Regions from separate parts of the Gossypium hirsutum genome. Here region 1 is linked to region 2. A link is a contact called in public Hi-C data. All regions are on one chromosome and are shown on one strand. The core of a region is the stretch at or near the end of the contact, and the rest is flanking DNA. Distances in the headings are between cores, read along the strand shown.

Region 1 (5,176 bases), core at 2,074-4,573, 150 kb before region 2:
TGCCAATGTCCATCAATGGATTCCATGCAATTGAACAAAGAGTATTAGGTCATTCCTAATTGTCATTCTTTTAGCTCCTAAGTTTTTGAGTTACAACAGCAAGGTCAATGAAAGATGCTTAGTCACAATGGTCTAACTGTATTTTTTATCTGACGGTGATCTGATTATGGATTTAGTTAATTTTTGAATCCCATTTTTTATTGTATGAAATTATCTAGCTTGCTTACTAGTGAAAGAGGTAATACTCATTTTAGGGGTAAACAAGCTATGATGACCCACATTTGGTCCCATACATGGGTTTAGTACTTAGATACTGCTGTTGAATTGAAATGGGATGTACTAGGACCAAATTGCAGTAATTAACTGCTTTAGGTGCAAGATAACTAAGTGCAATATCCTGATGCAGATAGCACGCACCATGTCATCTTGCTTTAAGAAGCCCTTGAATAGCGTAACTATTGTCCACTCACCAGACAGTCTGCTTTTAATTAAAATTTGATTGAAGCTTTTTGGTGATCTTTGACTATTACTACTAAAACTGGAGTTATATCATATAATACTACACTTATAATAAGTATAGTGCCAGTCAGAGATTATAATTCCTACTGAGTACAATTTTCTTTTTCGGACATATCATGTCTTACATTGGTTTTCTATGTTGTTGATGAGAATCCGTTGGCTTGATGCAGGACTGATGTAGGTGTGGCTACTTTTTGGGCCATTGCATTTATTATGCTAATGTTATTATCGTATTTATCCCTTTATTTTAGGCACTACTGGCTATCCATTATGGCTATATGGCTTGGTATTTTGCTTCCCATACGTTTGAGAAGTTGTCGACAGAAACTGGTGAAGAAAAGGGAGAGGAAATTTCTATTACCTTTGTCAATGTGAAGCCATTTCTGGAACTCTAAGTAGGGAAATTTATATTTGGTCAGTACTTTCCATTTTTCTCTTGATAAAACCATACACGCAAAGCCCGATAGAAGAAGCAATGAATTGTTTGTTGTGAATGGTGAATGTGGAGGCTACGTGGCTGCTGTCTCCACCCAAAAGGTCCGTCATGGCTGGGAAATGCACCAGCGCCTATCTTTCTTTGTTTCTCCTACGTGGAACCATTTGGATCATGGATCAATGCTTATCCCCCACGCAACTTGGTTTAAACTTTCTTTTTTCATCAATTAATATCTAATGATGAAAGTTAACTTATGCATGCAAAAAAGAATAATGGACCGACGCTAAACCTGCAAAACATCAGCTTTCCACCCTTGACCTTTTGCCTTATTAGTCAAACAACAAAAAACAGCCTCGGCTTTCGGTTCTAAATACTATTCAACTTATTCCTAATAATCTTTGATAAATCAAATAATTCATAAGAAAATGAAGTGTTTTCTTTTATTTTTTCTCAAAAACGAAATTACTTTATTCACACATTTAATGTCATCTTTTATATTCATTTAAATAATTTCATTTTTACATGTTTATATAATAGGTATACATTTATGTTTTAGAAATTTTTTTAAATGTAAACCATTATTCACTTATAATCTATTTATAATAAATTCTAATATTATTAAAATAAAATAATTGTTAGAAGGAAAATTTTTATTTTTAAATTTATTTAAAAGTTTCAAAATGAACTCTCATGACATATTTATATATTTTCAAAATAAAACTAATTTACTTAATTATCATTTCAAAAGATCTAATAATATTCATTTTAGTGTAGACATTTGATTTTGTTTGAAAACCCACTTTTAATTTTCTAACAGCAACAATTATGCTAAATTAAGTGTTTAGATTCACATTTTTAAAAATCATATATTTTTTTAACATTAATCCTAAAGCATCTGCAAAATTTTAATTTGAGAAATGATTTCTAATAACATTCTTAAATTAAAGTTTTTGCAGTCCATGAAGAGGACCTGTAATTGATACCGACTTGCAAAAAAGGAATAATTTATCAACATAAAATGTTTCATCGTGTATGGTTTAACATCATAAAATTAGGGTGCGAATATTATTTCATCTCATAGCTTGTATATATTAAATTTATAATTTTATAATATTAATTTTTGTTTAATTTTTAATCGATTTTTTCAAAAAATATTAATAAATTAAAAATGTAATATAATTACAAAATATTCAATTTTAAAAATAATACAAAAATTTATCATAATTTGAATATTAATATTAATACATTAAAATTTAAATAATATTATTAATAATTTCTTATAGGTTATTCATTATATATATTGTTAAACTAATTTGTTTTAATGTTAAAATTGTCATTTATTTTAATTTTATATTTCTCTTTGCTCTATTTAATCAAGGAATGTAATTAAATCTTATTATATTATAAAAAGGAATATAAATTTAATCTGATAAATATTATTAATATGTGACTTTTTTTAACTATATTCTGAACTTAACATTTTAATATTCATTAATTTTAATATTATAACATTAAAGTGTAATTCAATCAAGTAAAATCTTAAAATAAGGAGATACTTTATTTAAAATCAACTTTATATTTAACATATATAAAATTATAAAAAAAATTTAAACAAAAGGCATAAAATAACTTAAAAAAAATTAGAAGGCCAAAGAAGTAAAAGAGTAATTTACTCAAATTATAAATAAGTGCTTTAAATAGAGAATATTATGTGTCAAAAAAAAATGTTAATGTGAGCATGACTATTTTTTTTAACCTGTTATAGTATAAAATTTATTTAAATTTAATTATAAGAACACATAGTTTTTTTTCTATAATTAGTGAGAAAAAATAGAGTTATTTGAGATTAAACTCAAACTATTATACTTATAAACATAATGCTTTTGTTATTAAAATAAAAAACTGTTGACATAAAAATATATAATTTTGATATAAAATTTGGCATATTTCAAAAATTAAAATGTCCCCCCCCCCAATAAAAAATGGTTTCATAGTTTGACGCTTAAATCTCGTGATACTTTTACTTTTCATAGGTATATTGTTTTTTTTTGTTTTTAAATAATTATATATATTATATAAATATATTTTAATTACATATGTATAACTATATTTATACGTTAATATAAAATTTAAGATTACTAAAAAAATTCAATAATTTAATTAAATAATTAAAATTTAACTTTATATATAATTATAATAAAATAAAAACGATTAAGATAAAAATACATTAAAAACTAATTATATTCCTCAAAAAAATTCATAGAATGCAAAAGAAATGGCATTACGGTAGTTATCTTGAAAAACAAAGGGTAAGTGTAACAGCATACTGCGTCAAATGAGCAATTAGGCCCTTTCCAACTACGCCGCCATCATTTTTGCTCTCTTCCCTCGGCCAGGCAGTAACTATTCCCAGCAAATATATATATATATATTTATACATAAACAAAATTAACCACACGCCTTCCAATACCCGCTACTCGCAAAAGGAAAAAAAGCATCCAACAAAGTAGGCGGAGATGTGGCGCTGCGTTTCTCGTAGCCTTAGAGCTCCATATTCCAACAGATCAGTTGCCGCTAACTCTCTTAGATCTAACATTTCCAGTTTCTTCTCCACTCATGCTGTATGCTTCTTTCTTTTCTAGGGTTTTTGAGCTTTTTGTTCCGCTTTTAATTTCTATTTCTTTTCTGCTTTCAAAATCAATTCCTGCTTTGTTTTTATATTCTCGTTTTCTCAACGGTTGCTGGTTTTTTTCGGGTAGATTCTGATTAAAACCTATATGTAATTTGAATCGTTTTAGTGTTTGTACTGTTTGGCTGCTGAGAAAGGTGTCCAAGGAAAAGAATCCATAGAATCTACGCATTATTTTCTTAAATCATCTTTAATTTTAGCTCCATTCAGTTGACTTCCCTAATATACAGTAGAAACAAATACCATCTGGAACTTGATCTTAGTTAACATCTTTTTCTAATGGGACAAGTTCCGTTTTCTGCCCATGTTGATTACTTTAGCTGATTTTATGCAAAATGCATATATTTTCGATTTGTTTCTCAGTATTATCTTTTTCTTCTGATTGGTTGGGAATGTTTTATAGAATTTATATAGTTATTAAAAGAAAAAAAAACTGAACCAGAAGTATTTTGGTGATGGACATTTGCGATCATTGCAGGGGCCCCCTTATACAATAGTGGATCATACGTATGATGCAGTTGTGGTTGGTGCTGGTGGTGCGGGGCTGAGAGCAGCCATTGGTCTTTCAGAGCATGGATTTAATACTGCTTGCATAACTAAGCTTTTCCCAACTCGTTCACATACTGTTGCGGCTCAGGTTTTTAGACTATATGGTGTTCATGATTATGAGTTATGCTGTTGCTATTATTCAGGGCATGCTTGTGTTACGGTGGCTTTAGATAAATGGGATTCATCATTCTTGATTTTATGGGCATATTGGTTCTACAGTTTAGTGGTTTCTGTACATGGTACTTGTCTCTTTGCTACTGTTCCCTTTCTTATCACAGATGTCTGTGTTGCACAATAACTGATGTTCTCCTTGTCCAATCAAGACTGAACAAACATGTTCAAAAGAAAAAAGAAGAAGAAGAAGAAGAAGAAGAAGAAGAAAAGAGACTGCACAAACGTGAAGTTCACCAAAATCATTTTTACTACCTCAAATATGAATTTTTTAAAACATCTTCAAATATCATAAATTGCCACTCTTACACTTTCCATATTATGATCCATTTGTTTCTTTTGCATTTTTCTTAAATATAGTGTCTTTTGCACTTTGAAGTGTAATACATGGGTATTTAAATTTCTCTTGTCCAACTAAGACTGAACAAACATGAATTATACCAAAAGCATTTTTATTACCATAACCATGATTTTCCTTTTAAAGTTCTTCAAATACTATAAATTGCCACTCTTAAACTTTTTGTATTATGATCTATTTGTTTCTTTTGCATTTTAAAGTGCAATACATGTTTATGTAAATTTCTTATATTGATGTGTTTTATAAGATACAATGCACTTCTCCAATTTTTTTTAAGTATTTTGTTTTCATTTTAAAAGTGGATCATTCTGATAAAACAGATCCATTGTTTATTTACATGTCTAAAGCAAAGTCTGTAGAAAGGTTTTGTTAGTGATGCTGTTTGTTTTCCATTCCATTGAAAGATTATTGACTCATTTATCTGTCTGGACTTTTCTGTTTAGGGTGGCATAAA
Region 2 (5,351 bases), core at 1,102-3,601:
AGCTTCTAACCTACACCACGGTTATGGTTCATCTGTTAATTCGAATTAAAAACAATGCAAAAGTGGAAAACCTCACATCATCTACATGCATTTTCACACAAGAGAGGAGGAAAGGAGAGAGAAAGCACTTAGATATCTCTTCAACTGCCTTCATAATTTCTGATGAACTTGTTTCCACCACTTGACCTCCAAAAACCATCTCATCGAGGATAGTGTGTATCTGCAAAGTGTTATTCAAGATTTGAATAAAATGAAGATAACCAAGTCAATCTTGGTGAGGAACAAAAAATGACCGGCAAAAGCAAGATAGATTTAAAACAGAATATTGTTGTAAGACGGCATTCTAGCGACTTTAAATCATTTTTCAGCGAACGGGTAAAATATTAAAATTTGGTCATATGAAGTGATTATTGAGCTTATTCTAAAACATTGTCCATATGGGCTATCAAGTTAATACTACAGAACTCAGGCGAAGTTAACTTCTAAAGTTGCAAAAATCAATGTCAAATAACCCTGCCCCCCCCCCAAAAAAAAAAGGATTTACCTATCATAAACTAATATTTCGAACCTGAACCATACCCCAAAAATGTTTTCTGAGAACACCATTTTCTATAAGATTACCCATTCCATCCTCTAGCACTTGAAAGAAGAAAACTAAATAGATGCAGATATTAGTGATGAGACAACCTTGCTGTAATTGAACACGATGTCAAGCTCGCAAACATTCTGGAAGCATTTGTCCAACGTTTCCACAAAAACTGAAGGCAGCACATCTAAAGTAAGTAAAATGATCCAATATTTGAAAGAAAAATCAGCAATTATAGTAATATCCAGCTGTCTAGTTTTTAAAGGGAAAGCAAGACAAACCTGATAAATTATTGTCATCAGAGAACATGCAATTCTAGGGCTAAGCATCCATTAAATCTTGTAGCTTAATAACAATAATCACAAACATCATTCATGCAAAAAAGATGATCATATACAGGTAGCATCTAGAAAGCATACTGATGCTATCGAGCTTTACACTTAAAAGAAAACTTAACTAAGGGTGGGTTTGGATGGACGGTGAGTTTACCTGCGGTTAGTGTAAAAACAGCGGTGGCGGTGAGATTAGATACTGTAGCGTGAGACAAAAAGTAAACTAAACGCACCGCACCGTACCCAATCGCCCATCCAAACCCACCCTAAGTTGGGAGGCAAAACAACAGTGATCACTGATTCCAGCACACCTGAAAATCAATTTTATTCTCCGGTTTTCGCTAAATGCTCAAAAAGTAAAATCTATTTCAAAAAAGGTGTATCTGAAATGAACTCAACCATAAATAATCACAAAGACCATAAAAGCGGATCTAGTCAGCTTTGCAGAAAAGGTTTTCTTATCTATAATACAAGATTTAAGTATTCAGAAATCTCCAAATATTGAGTAAATAGAAATCCTGGTTTTGAAAGGTTAGCCCTAAAAGAAAAAAAATGGAAAGATACCTTGTATCAAGTCAAGCACGGCTAGCTCGTTTTCAGAACTATCAAATACAAAGACAAAGTAAAGTGTAGCAAAATGCTTGTATACAAGACGACTATCCTGCAAGTGAGAATTATGTAACAATTAATAGAGTTCTAAAGCAGAGTCGTAATAAAGCTCTGGAAGTTATTAACAAGGTTCAAATCACGAGAACATAAGTGAAAATCAATTGGAACAACTCTTACAAAAACGAGAGAAAGTTAGGAAAATAAAAGAAATTACCAGACCAAAAATTGATTCCGCATCTATGAAATTGCTTACGTTCTCAGCTCTACTGCATAAGACTGTTAAAAAAATCAAAATCAAAACTGAAGGGAAAACAAAAGAAAACGACATAAAAAAAGATATCTATAAGTAGGAATTCAAGCATGATCGATTAGATGGAATACCAAACGAGATCACAAAAAAATGAAACGACGTTCAAGCGATCCAGAGAGGGCAATTCAAACCGCAAGCTAAACTAAGAACAAATCGAGAGAAAGGAACCTGAAAAAACGCCGCGAATAAGCTCCTGCTGCTTCTCAACTGACTGATTTCAACCAAATCCGGGGCCACGTCGATTATTGAGAGGGAATTTGAATCGGTAAGCAAGATTGCGGACTTCTAAAATGAAAAGGGGAGAGAAACTTACCAGATACTCATAAAATTTTGCCAGTCGTGACTTGCCTTGAGTGTTCATCACCATCACAGCTTTTATCATCTTCGCTCCTTTCGCTCACTCTAACCAAACAGTAATCTGGATTCGTTAAATATGTTCGCATCTGAGTATATAATGTAAACGGAAGGGAAAAGGTAGTCACTCAATTATGGGTAGATTTTAGTTTTGATTATTTAATTAAAAAATAATTATAACTTGGTGACTGACATTTTTGAAATTATTTTCCCCCATTTTAATTAATATGATGATATTTTAGTCCCTAAATTTTATATTTTCAAAAAATTAAGGAAAATTGTTTTCCACTATAAGAAAATGAAAATGAAAAGGATTCAAAATATAATTTGTTTTTAAGATTTGAGTTTTTGAAAAATAATTTAAATTTTTAATTGGACTTTTTTATTTAAAAATTTTTAAAATTTTAAAAATGGTATACCAACTTAGTTATTTACCAATGGTGGTGGAGGGTGTTACATAGGCGGCACCACTCCTATTTTCTAACGCACGTCACTTTCAACTAATAATAATAATTTTTTAATAGTGCAGCCTTGTTGATAGGCAACACCAAAGTATTTTTCCCATATAGTTCCAATACACGGGTTAAATACGGGTTTGGATGGTGGTGCCCATGGGAAAGGGTGCACCAAAACTGGTGCTAATGTTATAGGCGGCACCAATGGTACCAATCTTGTAGGCAGCACCAGTGGTGCCAATCTTGTAGGCGGCATTAGTTCCCAGCCATTATTTAAGCAGTGTTTGGGAAAAATTTTGAGAAGTCAAATACAGCAAAAAAAACTCAATAGAAAAAGAGTAAACAGACAAAGAAGAATTCACAATGTTAGTAGATATGAAATTCATTTTTTACATTACAGTAATTATTTTGCTTGAAATTGTATTGAGAATTTTTATTTCTTTTTTAACAGATCTAATATTGAATATAGATAATCAATTTTTCGTATGTGTTTATTTCGTTGGAGTAATTTGACAACAACAGTTGAATGTATATTTGAATGTCGCCAACAAATAGCAATGAGATTTAATAGAAATGTCTCAGTTGATGATATGAAGGAAATGATTAGTGCAAAAATTATTAGACATTGTGGGAGAAGGATCTCGAAACTTTTCTACAAGTTTCCAGTTTCGACAGATTTTATCAAATTCACCGAGATGGAACTTGTAGACGATGAAGACATGGAGACAATGGTCACTCTTTTTTGTGGGAATCAAAGCTACCAAAATGCACCGATTCAGTTATTTTTTGAGTTGGTTTATGTGGAGCCAGTTGAATATCTCACTCCATTACATGATGAACATGGAGTTCAAGATCCGTGTATGGTGGTTCCGATATCATACGTTGATAGTCAATCAACTGTACACGGGTTCGGCATCGATCTTAATACTACACCTGAGACTGATCCGAATGTTGATGATGGATATGATAGTAGTGATCCTTCTGATCACGAGGTCGATTGTGATAGTGATCCCAATATGGACAAGGTCTCGGATGATATTGACGATGAAGACGCGAATGATGATGGAAATGTTAACGCGTCTTCAGTCGGGAACCCGATTCGATGCATTGTGATACTCAAGGATCTTGGGGCACACATGTCACTAATAAACCCCGATGCGGCGCATGTAGCCGAGTTCCCGAAGTATCCTGATATACTACCTACTCAACAGTTGGTTAGAAATTCTGAACATGAGGAGTTGTTAGTAGGCCAAAAATTAGAAATCAATGAAGATTGCGTATTTGTCATTAAGCGATATAGCATGAATGTGTCGGTGTACTACAAAGTCATCTTGTCTAAACTGACATCGTGTCTAAACTGACATTGTATATTAGGGAGTGTTGGAGGTCGACAGAAGTCTGCAATTAGCGAGTACGAGCTGCTCGAGACTAGGATTGGACCTGACATGCGGATGTCTCTTCAGACACTAGACTATCTTTATATTATATTATTTTCTTTATAATTTTTTAGTGGTGTAACACCTCTAGCCCGTCTCCGTCGCTGGAGTATGATTACGGAGTATTACAATACAGATCAAAACATTTAGTATGAAAGAGCATCAAGTTTTCTAATTAATTATCAACATTTATATTATCATGTAATTTAAAGTGAAATATATACTCATGGGCCTAAAATCGGGTTTATGAGGCTTAAAAATAGTTTAGAAACAATCGGAGACCAATTAGAAACAAATCAGAAGATTTAGGGAAAATATGAAAATTTTTAAAATAAGGGTCACACGGCCATGTGTCTAGGTTGTGTGACAGAGCCCAGACCATGTAGCTCAAGACATGACCATGTGACTACTTCACTCGCCCTTGTACACTGGCCATGTAACTAACTAGCTCGTGTAATAATAGGTTAAACAGTCGTATGGCCAGACCATGTAACTCACTGTGACCGTGTAACTTAGGGTCACAGATCGTGTCGTCAGTCCATGTAACTCACTGTGCCCATGTAACTTAGGTCACACGATCATGTTGCCAGTCCATGTAACTCACTGTGCCCGTATGGGCCAACCTCACTGAAAACAAATAAGGCACACGGCCGTGTGTGACACACAGTCGTATGATAGGTCGTGTGCATCCAAATTTGGTCCAAAACTTGTCATTTCTACTCCCAAATGCTTAGGTAACCAAACACACCAAAAGTACATGCATACTAGCCCTCAAAACACATTCAAAACACTCAAAGCATACCAAACAATCAACCTAGGTGCCTAACCAATGTGTCATCATTGACATCACAATTCAAATACCTAACAAGCTATTATATTAACTAAATACTCAAGCTATAAGAACATCTTCTAAACGACTTGCATTCATTCACAAAACACCACACATCACTTCATGCTAAACTTACCATATCTCATTCACATTCAAGTCCTTTCACATGTACTATAACTTAGTACTCATGCATGTATACATTACATAATAAGTTTACACAACAACATCATATGCACATCATTTTTATAATACAAGTATCTACAAACTATTACAAAACATATTCAAATTCTCCTAGTACATGTCATATAAGCCAAAGTTTGTATTCAAAATCTACCAAAACGTCCTCGGATAGTGTGATTTCTCCAAGTTGATCCGATCACCCAATTTTCCACCAAAAGCTATCTACAAGAAAACAAGATAAATAACACGAGTAAGCTTTT

Evidence for each region. Hi-C and Micro-C count contacts between places; a contact is called where the count stands out from the background.
Region 1: a Hi-C map of hypocotyl shows a contact between it and region 2, with 5 times the contacts expected there. The contact joins the promoter of LOC107942584 here to the promoter of LOC107945750 in region 2. A contact is called at or near these places in 8 of 34 Hi-C or Micro-C datasets (anther, hypocotyl, leaf and 1 more).

The regions. Positions count from the first base shown.
Region 1 is chrD12:11,937,423-11,942,598 of Gossypium_hirsutum_v2.1, reverse strand. LOC107942584 (succinate dehydrogenase [ubiquinone] flavoprotein subunit, mitochondrial) reads left to right here and starts at 3,323. Exons shown (of 16, transcript XM_041108474.1): 1 at 3,323-3,576; 2 at 4,123-4,281; 3 at 5,166-5,176. The coding sequence starts at 3,472.
Region 2 is chrD12:11,789,672-11,795,022 of Gossypium_hirsutum_v2.1, reverse strand. It overlaps LOC107945750 (AP-3 complex subunit sigma), which reads right to left and starts at 2,351. Exons shown (of 7, transcript XM_016879861.2): 1 at 2,151-2,351; 2 at 2,006-2,048; 3 at 1,742-1,803; 4 at 1,483-1,579; 5 at 688-773; 6 at 129-220; 7 at 1-10. The coding sequence starts at 2,219.